2 separate regions of the Mus musculus genome follow, and region 2 is linked to region 1. Evidence: chromatin contacts called from public Micro-C data. All regions are on one chromosome and are shown on one strand. Each heading gives the region's core, a stretch centred on a gene start, on an enhancer-like site or on the middle of the called end of the contact. The rest is flanking DNA. Distances are from core to core; before and after follow the strand shown.

Evidence for each region. A called contact is a pair of places that touch in the nucleus more often than the background predicts.
Region 2: a Micro-C map of embryonic stem cells shows a contact between it and region 1, with 5 times the contacts expected there. The contact joins the promoter of Fam189a1 here to the promoter of Chrna7 in region 1. A contact is called at or near these places in 1 of 39 promoter capture datasets (pre-B cells) and 1 of 484 Hi-C or Micro-C datasets (embryonic stem cells).

What each region holds. Positions count from the first base shown.
Region 1 is chr7:63,210,614-63,214,441 of GRCm38.p6, forward strand. Chrna7 (cholinergic receptor, nicotinic, alpha polypeptide 7) reads right to left here and starts at 1,913. Exons shown (of 10, transcript NM_007390.3): 1 at 1,809-1,913; 2 at 1,495-1,634. The coding sequence starts at 1,863.
Region 2 is chr7:65,154,961-65,158,719 of GRCm38.p6, forward strand. Fam189a1 (family with sequence similarity 189, member A1) reads right to left here and starts at 1,568. Exons shown (of 10, transcript NM_183087.4): 1 at 1,145-1,568. The coding sequence starts at 1,363.

The DNA.
Region 1 (3,828 bases), core at 663-3,162:
GGCTGCTATGAAGCATACAATAAGGCCAGCTTGCCAAAGTAGACCCTGGGCAAGTAGGGACAGAGAAGTCATCTTACTTTGTGGTTTTTATGGAACATGTTAGCTTAGCTACTTTACCCTTCCTTGTATACTTTTTGCAGGAAAATAACTATAATGATGTAGTTGACTTTGAGGAATCTTGACATTATCTCTTTTTTTTCCTTGCTCCTCATGGATCATGGTGCCCAGTGAAGTATGTAGGTGTCCACCATTCTGTTAGCAGGGAAGCCAAACCTCAAGATGTTTATGATACTTCCCAAAGTCAACCAGAAGCAATAAGGACAATGTCTCCACCACTTAACTGAACTGTCCTGTAGGTCTACCCTACCCAAATGCCCAGGAGCCTTTGCACCTCCTCCCCCTCACTGCCTCCCTCCTCCACTTCTCTCTGAACTATGTTCTGCTCCATGGCAGAATCTCCTCCTCACTGTCTGTCACTCAGACTCCAAACCAACAAGATTTCTTCTTCTTCTTCCTTCCCTGTAGTCTGTGCTCTGTAAACTTAGAAAACAATCGTCCACGAGGCAGCAGCTGTCTTCTACATCTCTCATGATAAATCACACACACACACACACACACACACACACACACACACACACACACACTGTGCAGTGCACACTTAATAAAGTAGGATTCTGTCATGGGAAGAGATGCAGATTTAACGGGTATAGTATGAAGTGAGAAGCCATTCATCATGAGAACTAACTAGATTAAAAGGAACAGCCTAGGAGTGAGGGCAGGAGTGGGAAGTACCACCTGCCATGCCACTTTACCAAAGTTCTTTTGGTACCTCTTTGCTCACAGTAGTTTCTCCTGATGAACACAAAAATCCCTTTGCTCCAGCCTTACCCACCTAGAGAACAGACACTGGAACACTTTCTAAGTATTGGCATCATTTGGAAGACTCCACCTATAAAAAATCGTAAAAAGTAGCCCAGCTGGCAGAAGAAAAAAACCAAGCTGTCACAGATACTGCAGGGGTGTGGCTTGCTGCAAGGGGTCCAGAGGACTGCTACTAGCTGCCTGGAATTCTCCAAAAAGGATCGCCCACAACTGTCGTCTCCACAAAATAAAACCAATGACCATCCCCCTAATGGGAACGCTTCTAGACACCTACAGTTGGCCTTCTCCCCAAACAGATTGGCAGCCGAAAAGCCAGGCCCCCACCAAGGCACTACGCAGTCACTAAAGAGGAAGAAAAGCTTGTAAGTATCTAAACTATTCCGGGCTCCGGGCGCAGAGCTGCACTAGTTTTCTTTCTAAGGGAGTCTGAAAGTGACCAAGGAAGCCTGTTCCTGCTACTGACTCCCAGCTTAGGACACTTTGGCCGGGAGTTTCTAGCTAAAAGAAAGATGCGACCCAAGTACCCATGCACAGGTGGCTGGGGGTCCTGCCCGAAGCGCAACCTGGTCCGGGACAGGAGGGTGTGTGGCCCGAGCGCCCCGCCAGACTCACCACATCCATGATCTGCAGGAGGCTCAGGGAGAAGTACACGGTGAGCGGCTGCGAGTCGTTGGCCACCGGCCTCTCCAGCGGGTTGTAGTTCTTGACCAGCTCCTTGTACAGCCTCCTCTGGAACTCGCCTTGCAGGGACACTTAGGAAGCAGAGCGCCCAGCGGGCCTCAGCACGGGGCCGCCACCCCGCCCCAGAGCATCTCAGCCCCGCCGCCCAGCCGCAACCCGGGACCACCCGCCCGCCCGCCTGCCCGCCGGAGTCTGCTCCCCGGAGCCCGCCGCGGGGAGTAGGGCCGAAGCCGCGCTGAGGTTACCGTGCAGCAGCGCCGCGGCCAGAGCCAGCCAGATGCCTCCCCGCCGGCCGCACATGTCGCCGGAGCAGCCGCCGTGTCCCGCCGTCCGCCGGGGCCGAGCTGCCGCTCCAGCCGCCTCCGCGCCTTTAAAGCGCTGCGCGCGCCCGCCGCCGCCGCGCACCCCCACACGTGACAGCGCGCCCCCGCCTCGCGAGCGCTCTCTGAGCCGCGCAGCTCCGTGGCCGCCCCGGGAACTGCATCCCTGCTCAGCTAGTTGATGGCCTCTGACCCCGAGCTACTTGCTCCTGCTACCAACTGTGCTCTGTACTCACACCAGTAACAGTTTTCAGACCCAGTCCTCCAGGACTCTCTCTGGTACCAGAATCTGCATCGCAAACTCAGAAGTTTCTCCAGCCAGACAAGGTAGACCACGCAGGAGTAAGCCTATGTTTTCCCTGCAAGACCTGGTGTTTCCAGCGATTAGCTCCTTCCTGAGGCATAACATACTTTATCAGCAGAAAGCCTGACCTAGTCTCACTTTCTTTTAAAACAGATTCAGAAAATTGGAACATTAACTCCAATCCCTTTCTGAAAAGACAAGCCAAAACTTGATTCTGTCGGCCTCTTTGATTCAAAGAACAGTAAATGAACAAGTAAGGACTGAGGGAGATCAGCCACAGAGACCCTGGTCTAGAGGTATCTTCCTTGCTGCCATATTGGGAGGATGGTACTAATGAGAGCAGTCAGAAGTGAGTTAGGCTACCCCATTTGTCCCCGGAAGTACAGAAAGCACACCTTGATGACTACTCTGGTTTCCGTTAGCGGAATCCATCCTCTCTTCCCACAGACTCCATAACACCTGTGTCATCAGACTGTTGCTCCAATGGGTTAGAAAGTACAACACTAAAAAAGAGGGACAGGCTTATCAAAAAAAAAAAAAAGTGACTAAACTGGAAGTGGTGGGAAGGGGATAGTGACTCCAGCTGCTTGGTTTGCAGGAGCAGTGGCATGCAATACCCTGGAAATGAGTATCTTGAAGGATTCCCATGTTGATTACTAATAGAAGTATAAAGAGTTGGTATAAGGTTTCACAGCTTCAGGTTAAGAGCAAAGGGGGGAAAACTGTTTTGGGAGAAAGTTCATTTAAAAAAAAAAGCAAAAACAAAAAAACAAAAGACAGACAACTGACCAGGGCTCCCGTCAAAGGAGACCCAGTATTCCACATGGGAAGGGGACAGCAGGCAGAGGCATGTGGCAAACAGTTGGGTGTATATCTGGCACCTGGGTACTCCTCATCCTATGTCCAACAGCAGGAACATCACAAAGCAGGCACTTGGTGAAGGAATGAGCTGTAAAGCATTCACTGCCAGGAAGATAGGAGAGAAGGAAAAAAAAAAAAAACATCAGAGAAGGGGAAGCACACAGCATCGGCTAGAAGCAGAAAACCATCTGCACTGGTGGTGGGATGGAAGGGCTCTCTCTTCTATTCTCAGTCTGAAAGTGCCTAAGAGCCCTCGCTAGCACTACAGAGGGATAAGCCAGGAAAACCAACTTCTCCTGAGTGTGGCCAACTGGGATCACATTACAGAAACCATGATTACATCCTTACTGAGTTGGGGAGTCACATTTAGGGGCCCCCAAACATACCACTAAAGCTATGCCCTGTAAGATCAGCAACCAAGGAAATAATCGTCTTTGGGTGGGACAATTGGTCAATACCTGTTTATGACCTATGCTTGGGCAGACACCTGGAGGCTCTGCAAACAACCCATTAACTCAGTTCCTCAGTTCTGAGAAGACTGAAAGCACCTAGTGCTCTCAATGAGACCCAGTTACTTTCATCTGTGCAGTGTAAAATAATCTGAGAGTATAGAGTTTACTCATATGTGTAGGCTCACTGCTTAATCCCATCCTCAGCATAAAGAAAAGGTAAAAGGAAACACAATGTATCCAAGTTTATAAAGGCAACTGGAAACAAACCCTACACACTCCACAAACTGATGGTGCTGCCTTAGCCTAAGGAGAGGCAGAGCAAGGGCAG
Region 2 (3,759 bases), core at 318-2,817, 1.9 Mb after region 1:
CCATTTGGATGAACAGCCACACCTGTATCGATCCTTGTTTCCAGGGTAGTTTGGCTAAGATCTCATTTTAAACCAGACAAGGAACTTGCCAGAACAAAGGCCATTCCAAACTAAATAAATAAATAAAAGCCATGCAGGACTGGACTTTTTTTTTTTTTTTTTAATTACAAAAGTTAAGAACAAACGACGAGCATTGATTGCCAAGGCTTGTTTTGGGTCTTCGTAAGCGGAATTTAAACGCAGAAGGTTCACTGTAATGTATTTGTGCACCACTGACCAAATGTAGTTACAGATGTCAAGAGTTCTCGAAACAAGTGCCCATCGTTATAAATACCCGTGCCACATTTATCCCTATTCCCATATGTCCATGCTTTATTAATACAGAATATAAGCAACTTTCACCAAAACAATACAAAATACCAAAAAAAAAAAAAAAAGAAAGAAAGAAAGAAAGAAAGAAAGAAAGAAAGAAAAGAAAAGAAAAGAAAAGAAAAGAAAAGAAAATCATCTCGAACCAATGGCTTCTTTAATAAATGTTTGCTGGAGGAAACATTTGAGGGTCAAGAACCCGAAAATCAATCTGGATTTTAAATAGCACGCTCCTGACTCCGGATCTCCAGCAGGTCCAGCCAGACCGTCCTGGGCTTAAGGGGAAACAAGATGTCCCTGCGTCCGGGAGGTGCCAGAGCGGGGACCAGTCGGTCCTCTCCAGACTGACCCACAGCCCTGCGCGCCCCCGGCGAGAACCGCAGCGAAGGGAGCCGTGCACAGCGGGTACTGCACCGGGCTCGGGCGCCCCCGTGCCGCCTTGGTCACAGTCGCCCGCTGCCCGGGTCGGTCATCGGCGGCGAGTGGGGATCCGGGCAGTTGTCCCAGGCAGGCACCAGCCACCGACTGCTACCCACCAGGTGGCGAAGGGAGGGCGCCTGGCTGTTTTCCCCTCAGAAAAGTAACTCCGGGCGCAACGCTTTGGAGCGGCAGCGCGACGCGCGGCGGTCCCCGGAGTTCCCCGGCCCGGACTTGGAAACTGCTAGCCGAGCCGCAGCTGCCAGACCCGGGCGTCCGCTCCCCCACTCGGCGCCGGCCGCGTCCCCCGCCACTGCAGCTCCGGGTCCCAGCCCGCGCCGCCGCCGCAGACACTCACCGAGAAGCCGGCCCAGAAAGGGCAGGAGTGGCGCACGCGGGCGGAGGTGGTGAGAGCCAGCGCCGCGAAGCTCACGGCCACGATGAGGCATCCGAGCGCCATCTGCGTGGCCCCGAGAGCCAGCACGATGCGGGAACGGCCCGGGCACTCGCGCAGGCGGGACAGGCTGCGGGGCAGCGCGTGCGGACGCGGTGTGCGGGGGCCGCCGGCCGGAGGCATCTCGTCCCGCAAGCTCTCTCCGCGCTGCGCTCCTCTCACCGAGGCGCCGGGGCAAGTTGCGCTGGCTGCGGGGACCGCCTCCCCGCGGGCAGCAGCAGAGGCTGCGGCGCGCGGCCGACGCGAGCGGCTCGGGCCGGGCGGAGAGCCGGGCGCCCGCAGCCCGCACCGGTGCCCGCGCCCATGCCACCGCCGCTGCGCAGGGCCCGCCGGCCGCGCTGCGCCCTCTCCCGCTCGCCCGCCCGTCCGCGCGCTCCCCTGGCCGAGCGCGGGCGCGAGCCGCCGTGCCGGGCGCGAGCCGCCGCGGGCTTCGGGAGCGAGCCTAGCCGCTGTGCGCCGGGGCCCGGGAGGGAACCGAAGCCGAAGGGGGGGACAAGGCAGGGAGCAGGAGAGGTCGCGGGTGTGTCCTCCGCGTTGGTGCCTCCTCCTGGGCCGAGTCGGATACTGGGGAGAGGACGGACGGAGCCTGGACACCGGCAAGGACAGAGGACTCCGAGAGGACCCTTTGGCCAAGGCGTGGGAGCGGGGTTGTGGGACCTGAGGCTCTGAAAGGGCTTGGATGTCGATTTCCTGCGCTGAGCCCCAGGCGTGGCGACCTCCAGTTAATAAGCCTAGCCGCCTTCGTGCAGAATCACCCTAGAAGCCACCTAGGACACCCCTGGGGCAAGCAGCTGCCTTCTATCCACTTCTCCTTTGCGGGGCGTTTTATAAAACAAGTCCCAAGTTTAGCCTTTAAAACAGTATACAAGAGCAAATGTAAATGGAGGTTGTATTAAACAGCCTATACTCCCTCTTGCCCCCAGATTTAATGATTGGCTTCCTTGAAATTGCAAGGAAACCTGGAAATTCGGTTGTCCCAATGCCTTTTGTGGTCCTGTTGATGGGACAACTTTAAGCCTATCAGTGTTGAATGGAGTCTGCAGGGTCGGAAGTATGAAGGACTGGCCGAAAAGGAAAGTTGCAAAAGATGAAATTCAAAGGTCATTCTTCCATGACCTCTTGGCAGGACTTATGGAGTCCTCCATCCCTGTCTGCCTCCTCCCCCTCAACCCCCGCCCCATTGGATTGGAAATACCGAACAGTGTCCTCCCGAAAATATCTCAATTGCTGGTGCTTGAAATTTCAGCGTTAGAGATATTGATTCCTTTGGGGCTTGACGAGCCCCTATTAAAATGCAAATTCCCCTTGAAGGGGCAATAGCTCAGCCTTTATCAGCCAACACCTTACCAGGGATGGGATTTATTTTCCAATTTAACTGGATGGCCAAGGGATGAAGAGAGAGAGGGTGGGAATCCCAGGATAAAGTGGATGACCTCCAAATATTGGCCCGTGGCCAACTGCTGTCGTCTCTCCCAGTTCTTTATAAAATGAAATAAGCCTCTGGCCAGGTGTTTAGAGCGCCCTAGTACAAATTCCAATTTCCTGGAGGTATTTTCTATCTAGAAGTTCTCAGGAAGCATTTTTGTCAGTGCTTGAAACAATATCAAAGCGTGATACTCGACTGCCCTCACCTCCCTCGCCCATTCAGGCATTCTTCTGAAAACCGGCTCAGACTAGGGGGTCTAAGCAGAAGCCACCCATTTAAGGCTCTTAGAGGTAAGTACCTCAGCAAACAAAAACCAGACAGAAGCCTTGCCTCTAAGACATCAAAAGAGAGATAATCGGCATTACAAATGAGCAAATTACTTAGCTTATCCACATTGTATACTAGTCAAAATTATGTTTAAAAGTCCACTGTTTGGCAGGGAGAAGGTCTGAGACAAGTAAAAGCAGGCAGGCCCCCCGGGGGGGGGGGCGCTTTTTGGTCTCCGGGGGACTTTGTCAGCACACAGATAATTGCTCCAAAGTCAGTTGCATCTGGGTTCAGTGGGATAGAAAATACTGCTACACCTGCCGCCCCGGCGATTGGAAAGGAGCTTTCTGACCACACTGTAATCCAGAAGATATTGCTATCAGCATGGCAAGAGAGGGTGACAGGGAAGGGTGGGAGTGGTTCCAGAGGCGAACAAGAATTCTATTTGGAACTAGGTTCCATGATACATTCTGTCAAAGAAACTGGCTGCAATCTGCCATGTCTCAAGACCTTGAATAATGTTGAGCTGAAAAATATGGAACTAGTTTGTTTGGAAGACGAAGGTTTAAGACAGTAAAGCATTCAGACCAGTTGTAAGAAAGCTACTGTAATTATGAAAGAGACAATGACTGAAGAGAATCCTCCTGCACTGAATTAGGATACTTGGAGAGATGTCCTTAAGGTGGTAAGGGAAGACCCCATACATCTAAAACTCTACTTTGTGAAGATTCAAATTCATTTAAAGAAGAAAGCCTGTGCTAAAGGGTTCACTGTTCAAAGATGTGTCTGGGGACACATTTCCCATAGCTTAGCTATGGTCTAAAGC